Linked DNA regions of Gossypium hirsutum: region 2 is linked to region 1. A link is a contact called in public Hi-C data. All regions are on one chromosome and are shown on one strand. The core of a region is the stretch at or near the end of the contact, and the rest is flanking DNA. Distances in the headings are between cores, read along the strand shown.

The links. A called contact is a pair of places that touch in the nucleus more often than the background predicts.
Region 2: a contact with region 1 is called in a Hi-C map of leaf, with 2.7 times the contacts expected there. The contact joins the enhancer-like site here to the promoter of LOC107948236 in region 1. A contact is called at or near these places in 8 of 34 Hi-C or Micro-C datasets (callus, hypocotyl, leaf and 1 more).

The regions. Positions count from the first base shown.
Region 1 is chrA03:103,484,281-103,489,648 of Gossypium_hirsutum_v2.1, reverse strand. It overlaps LOC107948236, which reads right to left and starts at 2,516. Exons shown (of 3, transcript XM_016882713.2): 1 at 2,292-2,516; 2 at 1,945-2,153; 3 at 1-232. The coding sequence starts at 2,384. It also overlaps the pseudogene LOC107947774.
Region 2 is chrA03:103,530,406-103,535,773 of Gossypium_hirsutum_v2.1, reverse strand. No RefSeq gene overlaps it. Among protein-coding and RNA genes, the nearest start is that of LOC107949253, 2.9 kb to the left of the region's middle. Within about 2 kb of position 3,368, at least 9 of the 9 cell types and tissues checked have an H3K27ac peak or open chromatin away from gene starts, as enhancers often do. A contact at or near this core is called in hypocotyl and leaf, where this site is marked.

The sequences.
Region 1 (5,368 bases), core at 1,267-3,766:
TTCATTCTGATGTTTCTGCCATCCACCGGTATCAGCTCTAGAGTGAGCCCAGTAATAGAAGACTGATCCCACCAATGACAACAAAGTTAGAGCAGCTCCAGCAGCAAATACGCCTTTCCTCAGTGTAGCACATGAAATGTTCTCTCCGCCAAAGATTCCTCTGTACTTGGTGTGGTATGCATTTTTTGCTGATCCCGCCAGTAAACATGCCTCAGCTCCCAAAAAGCTTAACCTAATTCATTGCTCATATTTTGTTAGAAAACAAACTCAAACATTCAAAATGGTTTTAGTGCACTAAAGATACTAAGATACTTGCCCATATTGTGAATGGGGTCAAATAATGGTATCTCCAAGTGATAAGATTTAGTTTTAAAGTCATCAGTTGGTTGATAAGATTATTGACAATAGAATGGGGGTGATAAGATTTTTCTCATTTTAACTCATACTAGGAGACAGCTTAAAACATTATTGATGCCTATTTGCAGTGTATAAATGGGCTTAAAGATTATGCTAGCAAGCAAAAATTTAGGAGGATTTAGATAAAGTGGTGCTAGGAATACCTAAGAAGAAAATATTTCAATTGGAGGTAATTCTCATGAACATGGAAGGCTTAGTTGTAATGGGGTTGACAGTGGTCATAAAGAATATGATTATGGGGATAGATACAAGGCAGGAAAGACCATCCTGGATTTAGTTGTATCTTTTGACTCAATTTTATGAAAAAATTATTAAAGGACTCTGGCTAAGACTGAAATAAACGCAAGCAAAAAAGACTACTTTATGACCACAAGGGTAGGGAGGTTTTGTTGCATAGCTAGCTAAATTGATTTCTAGGTTTAGATGCTCATTCCAAAGAGACATAAGAAAGTGAGACATGTCCTAGACAGTAGGATTAAATTACAGAGGCGAAAGGGGACACATAAACATCAAATTAGTTGTGAACGCAAACACTAAAGGCTCAAAGGTTAGGAGAGTGCAACTGGAATTTTTTATGATCACAATACAGCTGTGTTTGAAGTTGAAGTTCTATTTGACTACTATCAATGACCAATCTTGTTTTTCCATGGTATGAAATGTTAGGCTAACAAGAAGCAACATATACAAGAGACAAGTATAGCGAAGTTGCAAACGTTAAGATGGGATGTGTGGTAAGGCTAAGAAAGATGTGGTTAGAAACTAGATATTCACCTCCAAGTTGAGATGGCTCTTAAAGAAGATAAGGTGACAAAGATTAGCCACATAAGAAGCAGATCGATAGCTTAACATGTTAGAATAATGAAAACTTTGGTATTGCATTGGATAAAATATTGAAAACCACGACCAAAATAGACATGGATAAAATTAATAGAACTTGAAGAGAGGCCCGGCATAAATGTTTCTATGTCTTAGTTGCTGTAGCTTGTTACAGCTTGTTTGTTTGATTGGTTTAAGACGAAAATATACTTCTTACCAGTCTATTGGCTTTGAAAACTTTGTGAATGGTTAGCTTGTTAAAGATTGAAAATGCAAATCAAAAGCCCATTAAATAAAAATGTTCTCAATTAAATCAACGAATAGAAACATTATCAAATTTAATAAATACAACAGCATAATACTGTACTTTGCAAGTATCATAAAGCATTAGTAATTCAACAGCTAGGATCTTTGTACAACCTGTTAGCCTCTAAGTTAACTTTGTGGGCTCCATACACGTGAATAATTGATTATACCAGTGGGGAAATTGCAGCGCATCCAGACAAAACCAACCATTTCCATTTCAGAAAGCCTATAATCTAGATAATCAGTTTCTAGACTGGAAAATTTGTTCCTCTAAATTACTAACAAGAATACTAGATAGATCTTCCAAAATGAACTCAGGCAAAGCAAGTAAAAATATGTTATATCGAAGTGGTAGAAAAAGAACAAAAAAAAAAAGGTAATCAGATTTGACTTAGGTAAATTTACCAGGAGAAAACGAAGAAAAAGATGGCGCAAGTGGTGGATGAAGTGGCGGAGACAAGGCCTTTGCCAAAGCAGAGACATCTAGTAACGCCGTTCACAGCAACCTGGCTAAGAAGGAGCAGACCAAAAGCAGATAGTCCGTACACCGTCGACGCATCCGTACTGTAGAGGCAGTAGGTCCTCTCGTCGTACTGATCAGGCACCACCTTAGCCTTCATTTAAAAAAAACCACTAGTTAAGTTAAAACAACAGAAAATTACAGTTTCACATGTGAGAGTGAGAGAGAGAGTGAGAGTGAGAGTGAGAGTGAGAGCGAGAGCGAGAATGAGAGTGAGAGTGAGAGTGGGTACGAAGCTACGGCGTCGTTCAGCGCCGACGGCGAAGACGAAGGCGATGAGATGGAGAGCAAAGATGATGGCTAAAATAGGGACGGACATGGCCATTGTTACGAGTTTTTGGGTTGAGGTTAAGCCTTAAAGGGAGGGAAAATGGAAAGGAAAAGGAGGGCTAAATAGATGGGGGTTCTCTTCTTTGAGGTTTAAGAAGAAGACAAAAGAAAGGAAAGAGGTAAAATGTCTTTTTCTTTTTCCACGTTATAATTCAATTATTTTACTTTTTCAATTCAAACATTGTTAGTATTTTTCAAAATCTGTCAAAGTGCTTTGGTTAACACTTTACACCATATTTTCACAATTTTACTCCTTTTAAAGATATTTAATCTAAGTCTCATTGACTCTTAATGTTATTGCCATTTATATTATTGTCAGTATAGAAATATGTAAATTTAGTTACGTTAAAATGTATTATCCTCATATTTAAGGATTGAGGTAGGTTATTCGTGATTTTAGACATTATATAAAAAATAACAAATATGATAAAAATCTATAAACGTTAAAAATATATATATTATATGTAAGTATAACAAATAATATTGTTGCCAATGATTCCAACTTTGATGGTTTAAGATTTTTTTAAAATTTATTTTGGTTTAAGTTGAATATATTTTTATTTCGAGTTTGATGTGTTTTATATTGAATTGATTCTAATTTTAATTGATTTAATATGTATTATTTATGATTTGTTTTTGTAAACTCTTTTGAAAGAAATAAGTAGTATAAATTATTATTGTAGTGACAAGTGAGTCAAGTTATTTAAATATTTTACATTAATTGTAAATGTGAATATTGAAAAATGAGTTTAGGAAGAGTTTGAATCCAATAATAATACTTAATCTTGGATGAATGATTTCGCTTCAAGTTTAAATTCATCTTTGAACCATCTGGACAAGATTTACAAATTTTGAATAATGTCTTAAAAGCTATATAATTTTCATTTGGAGTAAACTTGACATGAAACCTCATATTTTAAAAGATCGAGTTAAGAGATGGTTTAAAATATGTTTTGTGATGTATAATTTAATCTCGTACTTAAAAGCATCACTTCTTTTTATAAACAATTTAAATTATATTTAGAAACATTATTTTTCAAATAAATAGTTTGAGCTCATGTTTAGAAGTAACAGAATTTAAGCTCGTGATTGGAATCGAATCATAATCATTTTAATGTATTGAAAACAAACGATTGCCCCCAATCTCTTGATAATCCGTCATTTTTACTTGTGCTTGGAACTAGTATAATACCTTGCTTGTGATATCTTGAAATTCAAGTTTTTTGTTCCATATCAGGGTTGTATGTTCGTGTCTATGATCAATTTAAATGCATTCAAAGTATAAGGTCCTTACATGCCTCTCCAATTCAGTTGACATGACTAGTTTCCGCACAGGTAAATAAAATAAAAAATACTAGATGATTACCCTTGTTATATTCCTTTGAAAAGGAAATGGTGTGGGGGCATTACCTGCTGCTTTGCTTTTTGGATGCTTGCGGAATACATTATTTGATTAAAAAACAAATTTTCCATTTTGGGAGATTAGTCGATAGTTTGATGGTCCATTCAGCAACAGCATATAGAGCCGAGCAGGAGATGATGGGATCCTTTCCCTTTGTCCTCAACCGCAATTGATGAAAGACGGCGACGTTGTTGGATTTTCGATTTTCCCAGTTGCTCACTGCATCTCTGGATTTACGGATAATTTTATGGGAGCTGCCTATGTTGGGGTGCATTATTTTTCCAATAATTCCAAACGCATTTAAGTGCAAATTTATAAAAAATAATACCACCTTTTTGACTTATAACGCCGCTCGCCAAAAGAGATATTTAAGTTTAAAGCTGGCAATATGCTTTGTGATTGTGACCTTTTTTTGGTGTTTAAAGTATTACCATCATTATTTTTCCAATTTCACACCTATATTATCAAATCATTTATCACTGTGATTCTTGGCACTAATACTGTTACAATATGGGTTAGGTTAAAAGCTTTAACCAATTAAACCCCGACATGTCAGCATAAGATTTGTTTATAAATTAACATAAATATTTTTTGCTGGTGACATTGGTACTTGTACTTAAAAACATGCTAATAAAAGGATTAAGATTGTGTTATGGATAGCCAAAGAAACAGAGATGAAATTAATATAAAATAAACATCACGATACATATTAGGGAAACAACCATCCTAATAAAATTCCCTTCATTATGTCAAGTAAAACATGAGATTCTATATTTTGTCATCCGGACAAAGGGACAAGGCCTGGTTTTCTTTGGCTTATTCATAATTCATACATAAAGCAAGCCCGCGTGAAACTAACATATACCGATAGCAAGCAAGACTCACCTTGGCTCGACCTCAGCTCTGCTCTCCATAGGCTTCTAAATCGAAAATTTTCCATTCGCTGCCTCTCTAATGCCTTGTTCCAACTTTTCTCCCGAGGCAGTTTGTGTTAAAAAAAATTTCCCCAGTTCTTTCATAAATTGTTACAAAAGACAATCACCCCAAACTGAACTTTTGACCTTGACCTCCAAAATTGAAGTACTGTAATTTGTGGGTGATGTTTGACAAGTAACGGTTGCATTTCCATTTTGGAATGGCTAGGGGTACTACTTTTACAGATATAGCTAAATATCACCTGCGGCAAAAAAAAAAGTGAAATCTGGTCGATGGTCAAGAAGTCTTCTCAACCAACTGTCAGCAGCCTGAAAGACGTTGTTCGCCAAGTGACCATCGCTTGCTCCATTAGGTGTACACAAGGAACTCTTAAACTTGTATGACGCAAGACCAAAAACAGGCAATTGACTCTTCAGACCACCATCCATGTTATTGAGACCTGTTACAACCGGTACCTGATCACTTTGTCCACTTAAAATATTTAGAAAAAACCAACAGATGAGGTTTATTTGCCATTACATGGGTGCTCTCGGAGCTTATGCAAGCACAAACTATTAGTGATTAATGGCAAGTCTGTAAAACACCAGGTTGTGCAATCAGTATTTTGGTTAACATTAAGCAGCAAAAGTTTCTATGAAAAG
Region 2 (5,368 bases), core at 2,119-4,618, 45 kb before region 1:
ACGCCGCTAATGCTTTACCTTTGCTGCGTTTTTTATCCAAACGCCACTAAAAACGCCGATAAAAACCTGTTTTACTGTAGTGTAAGATAAAATGTTTCATATAATTAAAAACTATTTTTATATTTTATTATTTTAAGCTTTAGATTATTATTTGATGATATTCTTATAAATTATGCTTAGGTTATTTTCTCAATTCTCAATTTCAATTCGGGGTGGAGCATTTTGAGAATGTACTAATAGAAACTTTAGAAGGTACACGATCAGTAATTGAAAGATTAGAACCTTCTCTTGATGCTTAAGTCAGAATGGTTAATCAGGTTAGATTCAAGTATTATTATTTGTAATTTAGTTACATAATTTGAAATAGAATTATTTTTTTTTAATTTTTACTCTATCTTTTATTTATGCAATCGTTACTATTTAGAGATAAACATGAGACATTCGGTACTCCACAAGCACAAAGAGCTTGGAAGCCAATGAATCTAGGTAAACAGTTAATTAAATTATTTAATTTAATTTATATTATTTAATTATATTGTACATTTTGAAGTTATTTTGAAATTTAAATAATATTATGCAGCTGAGTGGTGGATAATATACGACACATATGTTCCCGAATTACAAAAATTAGCAATTAAAGTGCTTAGTCAAACAACTTCTGCATCAAATTGCGAACGAAATTAGGGCACATTTAGTTATATTCACACCAAGGCAAGAAATAGGTAAAAGTATAAAAAACTTGAGAAACTAATGTTTACCTATTATAATATGAGGTTTCAGATAAGGCATCAAAAAAGAATGAGCATTGATGATATAAATGCTAGTTTTAATCCTATCAGCCTTGATCATATCTTTGAAGATGTTGATCCACTATCAAAATGGCTTCATGAGAAAGAGAATCCATTGTTAGATGGTGAAAATACCGGTGTGTTTCCTGTGGATACCTCTGATGATGGAATGGATGTTGATCAATCTCAACAACAAAATTTATCTCATTGAACTTCTAGTTCAATGCCAAGTCAGAGTGGCGATGGACCCGATGGTGGTGGTTTAATTCCAATTGATGAGGATGATGGACATAGTGGTGATAGAGGTGAAATTAGGTCTTCTAGTCGGTATAGAAGAGAATATGAGGTTGGTACCACTAGTGGACATTTTCGTGATAGATTAGAGTTTGATAGATATATGTTTCCTGAACTTAAGAGAGATAAAAGTGAACCTAGAGCTCCATCAAAAAAAAAAGGCAAGAAGCATACTTTTGTAGACTTTTCATCTGGTAAGGGATCGAGCTCTAGTAACCTCGAGTATAGTGATTCATCTACTAGCACTCAAGGTTTTTATTTACCAGAACAACCTTCATATTTTCAACCTTCACATGGTTATCCATAACCATATGGTTATTATCCACCATTTCCTAATTACGGTATGCCATACCAGCCTCAAATGCATCCTCTACCACCAATGTATCACCCACCTCCGCCTCTCATGTATCCTCCTCTCCAAATATATCCTCCATATCAATTATATGAAAACCAAGGTGAAAATATTACTTTTTTTGGATATATTTTTGGATAAAGACCAAGAGAATCAAGTCAAGAACACTCTCAAAGTGAATGTGAAAGATTTGATACTCCGCGTCATTCCACTAATTGGTGAAAACTAAATCGTACCGCTACCATTATTTGTAAGGTATGTTTTTTTTTAAAGAAAACTTTTGTTAATGTTCTTAATTTTGATTATATTAAAACATTTAAAATATACCTTTAGATAAATGAATGAAGTATATTTTATGAAAAGATAATTAAGAATTGAAGCATGTTAAACTATATATAAAAGTAGAATGATAGTGAGAATAAGTGGTAAGAAATAGAAATAATTAATGAGAATCTATATATTTATCTATTCCTTTTTTCCTTTTGCAGCATAGAATGTTTATATCTTCACCATCTTCAAAGCTGTCAAGAAATATTGAAGACATCTCTCAAGTATGAATTTTAAATTATTTTATCTATAAAAACTTTCAAACTTATTAAATATGATAAATGTTTAATATTTCCTTTTTTTTTTACTTTGTTATTAGTTAATATAACATTCCTAGAAAATTCGTAAGTATATATAAGAATAATTAATGATTATAAAAGTTGTGTTCTCATATCATACTAATAAAAGTTCATGTGTTAAAAAACACTCTAAAAGTCATTAAAAGTGACTTTTTATAATTATAATTATAATTATTATGTTTTATAATAAGTTGTACGAATTTTAAAAAAATTCACAACCGTGATACCCGCAGTGACCGCAATAGCATCCGTTATGTCCGCAACTGTGATAAATGCAATGAGACAAAAAAAATGCGGCCACAACCGCAATTTAAATCCCTGCTCCACATATAAAATTAAGGAATTGATAACGTTATTAATTAATATTTAGAGAATTAGTTTTCTTTTCCACGACGTTTATTATTTTAAAATAAAAATAACATATTTCATGTAAATACTATTTAAAATAAATAATATTTTATAAATCGAAGAAGGAGAATGAATGATCGTATTTAAGGTAGAGAAAGTGATTGTGACGCAGAGTAGGTGGAGGGCAGCAGAAGAGGCGACTGTAGCAGTTGCACCATTGAAAAAGGATAACAATGGCAATAGCGAGAACACGAATAAAAAATAGCTGGTGCAGGGATCAATGATAAGTTAGTTGTCGCAGCGACAGAGAAAGTGACAATTAGGGAGGAGGAGAACAGGATCAAATTAATAGTAATTGTAAAAATAGAGGTTAAATTTGTTGAATTATTTAAAATTGGGATTAAATTGATAGCATGTGTAAACCTTACAATCTTAATGTGTAATTATACCAATTTAAAAGGACATGCAATAGAGACGAAAATGAAATTTTGTATAGTTGGATGATGAAAACAGAAATACACAACTAATTAGACGATTTAGAAGGGGACTCGTTGTGTATCGTCAAGAAGTTGTCGCCGGGTTTCTCACTAGTTAGACCCATTGTTGAAGATACTGGATTGTTGTTTCGGCATATCCTTTTTTGTGAGGCTCGATTCACGCCCAGGGATGGTAACAAAGCAACACATATTCTTGCGGCAACAGGCATGAAGAAGGGGAGTTAAAGGTACTGGATAGAGGAGGTGCCGAGTTTCATGTTACAGCAGATACAAGAGGATAAGCGGCAGGGGCTACAAGGGCTGTTTCTGAGTTTCGAGGATGCTTCTAATCGTTTTTTCATCAGTGTTTTTTCTGGGTGTTGAAACTCGCTGTGTTTCACATGCCTGGAATGGTAAAGCTTTGTTTTGTGTGCCAGCTGGTTTACTCCTTTCTATGCTCTTTATGTTTTCTTTGGACAGTTGGTATGAGCAGCTAGCCTAGTTTGTCTTTATTTGTTTTTGTGTGGACATTTAGGTTGGGTGTAAGGGCCGGACCTATTGGCTTCACTTTGAAATAGAGGCTTTTTCATATCTAACTCAAATCCTACTGTTTTTCTTAATGGCCTACCTAGGCTTTCAAATAAGCTCCTCAGGGTCATCATAATTTGATGAAATTGGATTTAAAGCTCGTCTGCTATTGAACCTTTTAGATGAGCTCTATCACTTGTTAAGGACTTTAATTTACAAAGAAAGAAAGAAAGAAAATATTCCATCTAACTCATTCAAAACATACATCCATCTGTTGTACATTGCTCTTGCAATTTTTGTAGGAAATTTAATTAATACATTTAACCATATTTACATCAATATTAAAATTTTAAATTTTAAAAATTATAAGAATTATGAATAATTAAATTGAAAAACATGTATTAGATATACAGTTTTACGTGTAATACATTAATAATAAAATTTAATTAAGTGTTTAATATTAAAATTTTAAAATTCAAATAATATTAAAATTAAAACTACCGATTTAAAAATAACGAGTTAACGGTAAAAGTTGGCGTAAAATTCACATGAAACATGACCAACATCCACCTGCCTACCAAATTCTTCAAACAGTTAATAGCCACCCATCTCATGATGCTCCAGGAGCAAATCATGAGAAGGCCAGTACATAGACTCTAAAACACATGTTAAAAAATTAAACTTAATAATATTTTTTTTCAAGGTATTTATCAAAATAAATTTAATAATTAATTTTTCGCATTCTGTAAATTTATTAAAGAGTAGATATTGATCACGAATTTTAAAATTATTTTATAACCAGAGCGAAGATCACACTCTTGACAACGGGATCCATACTCAAAAGAGTTGTTTTCCACTCTCTTTTTTAACAAATCTTACCCAGTTACATCACCAATTTCAAAACATAGGATTCCACCATTCCAATGTCATAAAATTAAGAAAATGTTATTAATAGTGAAAATAAATAAAATGAGCAAAATTTAGGGGATATCCTGATCTGGTTGTTGGAGCATTAAATTTGGTTTTGGTAATCTACAAGAATGAAGATACCCCGGATCTCTCATTTTCCCCTACTAATCATTTAATCAAACTTGACATATTTAACAACATAATAATAGAAAAAGTAATAATAATATATATTTTTTATTTGACATCAGACAGAAATTCTTTGTCGTGTATGTTTTTCAGAATCTACACTCAAATAAAGTAAAGAGTGGGATGTTGGAGGAGTAGGGGCGGGTGGACTGGATTTAGGTTTAGACCGATGGGATGGTATACATTCCGACAACAAAGATAGGGTTAAAAGTCATGAAAACAGACAGACTGAGTGCCCAGCTATGGCAAAACACAGCTATCACACTCTTCATTTCTCTTTGTCCCAAGACTTTTGTTTTTTCTTTTACTCCCTTCATTCGCGCCGGGGAGATGACATGATTGCTCTCATATATTAATCTGCTGACTGCACTCCTGTCCTATTTCACCACACACTTCTAAATTCTAACCTTCTTATTTTTTCTTAAACAAATTTCAGTGACACTGGCATTTTTATTAAACCATGCTTCAAATTTTAAGATTTTTTTTACTTGTATTTTAATGGGTTCCATTTTTCTTTTAAAGGTTATGTTAAAATCTTCCATTTGGCGAATATGATAAAGGTGATTTACTTTCAAATGGATTGGATGTTTTATGAATGGGAAGAGGAACAATGGGTAACAAAAAAAAAAAGCTAGTAAAATCTAAAAAATTATTTAGATGTCAAATCTCATCATTACGTGTGAAAAATAAAAAGGTAAAGTATATTTATGGTCACTTTTGTTTAACTTATGTTACGTTTTAGTCACTTATGTTATAGTGTTGTAACATTTTAGTCACTGAGCCGTTAACGGTGTAATGGTAAGCTGACGTAACACGTTAAATCTTCATTTCAAATAAAAATTTTAGGTTAAATTATGCAAT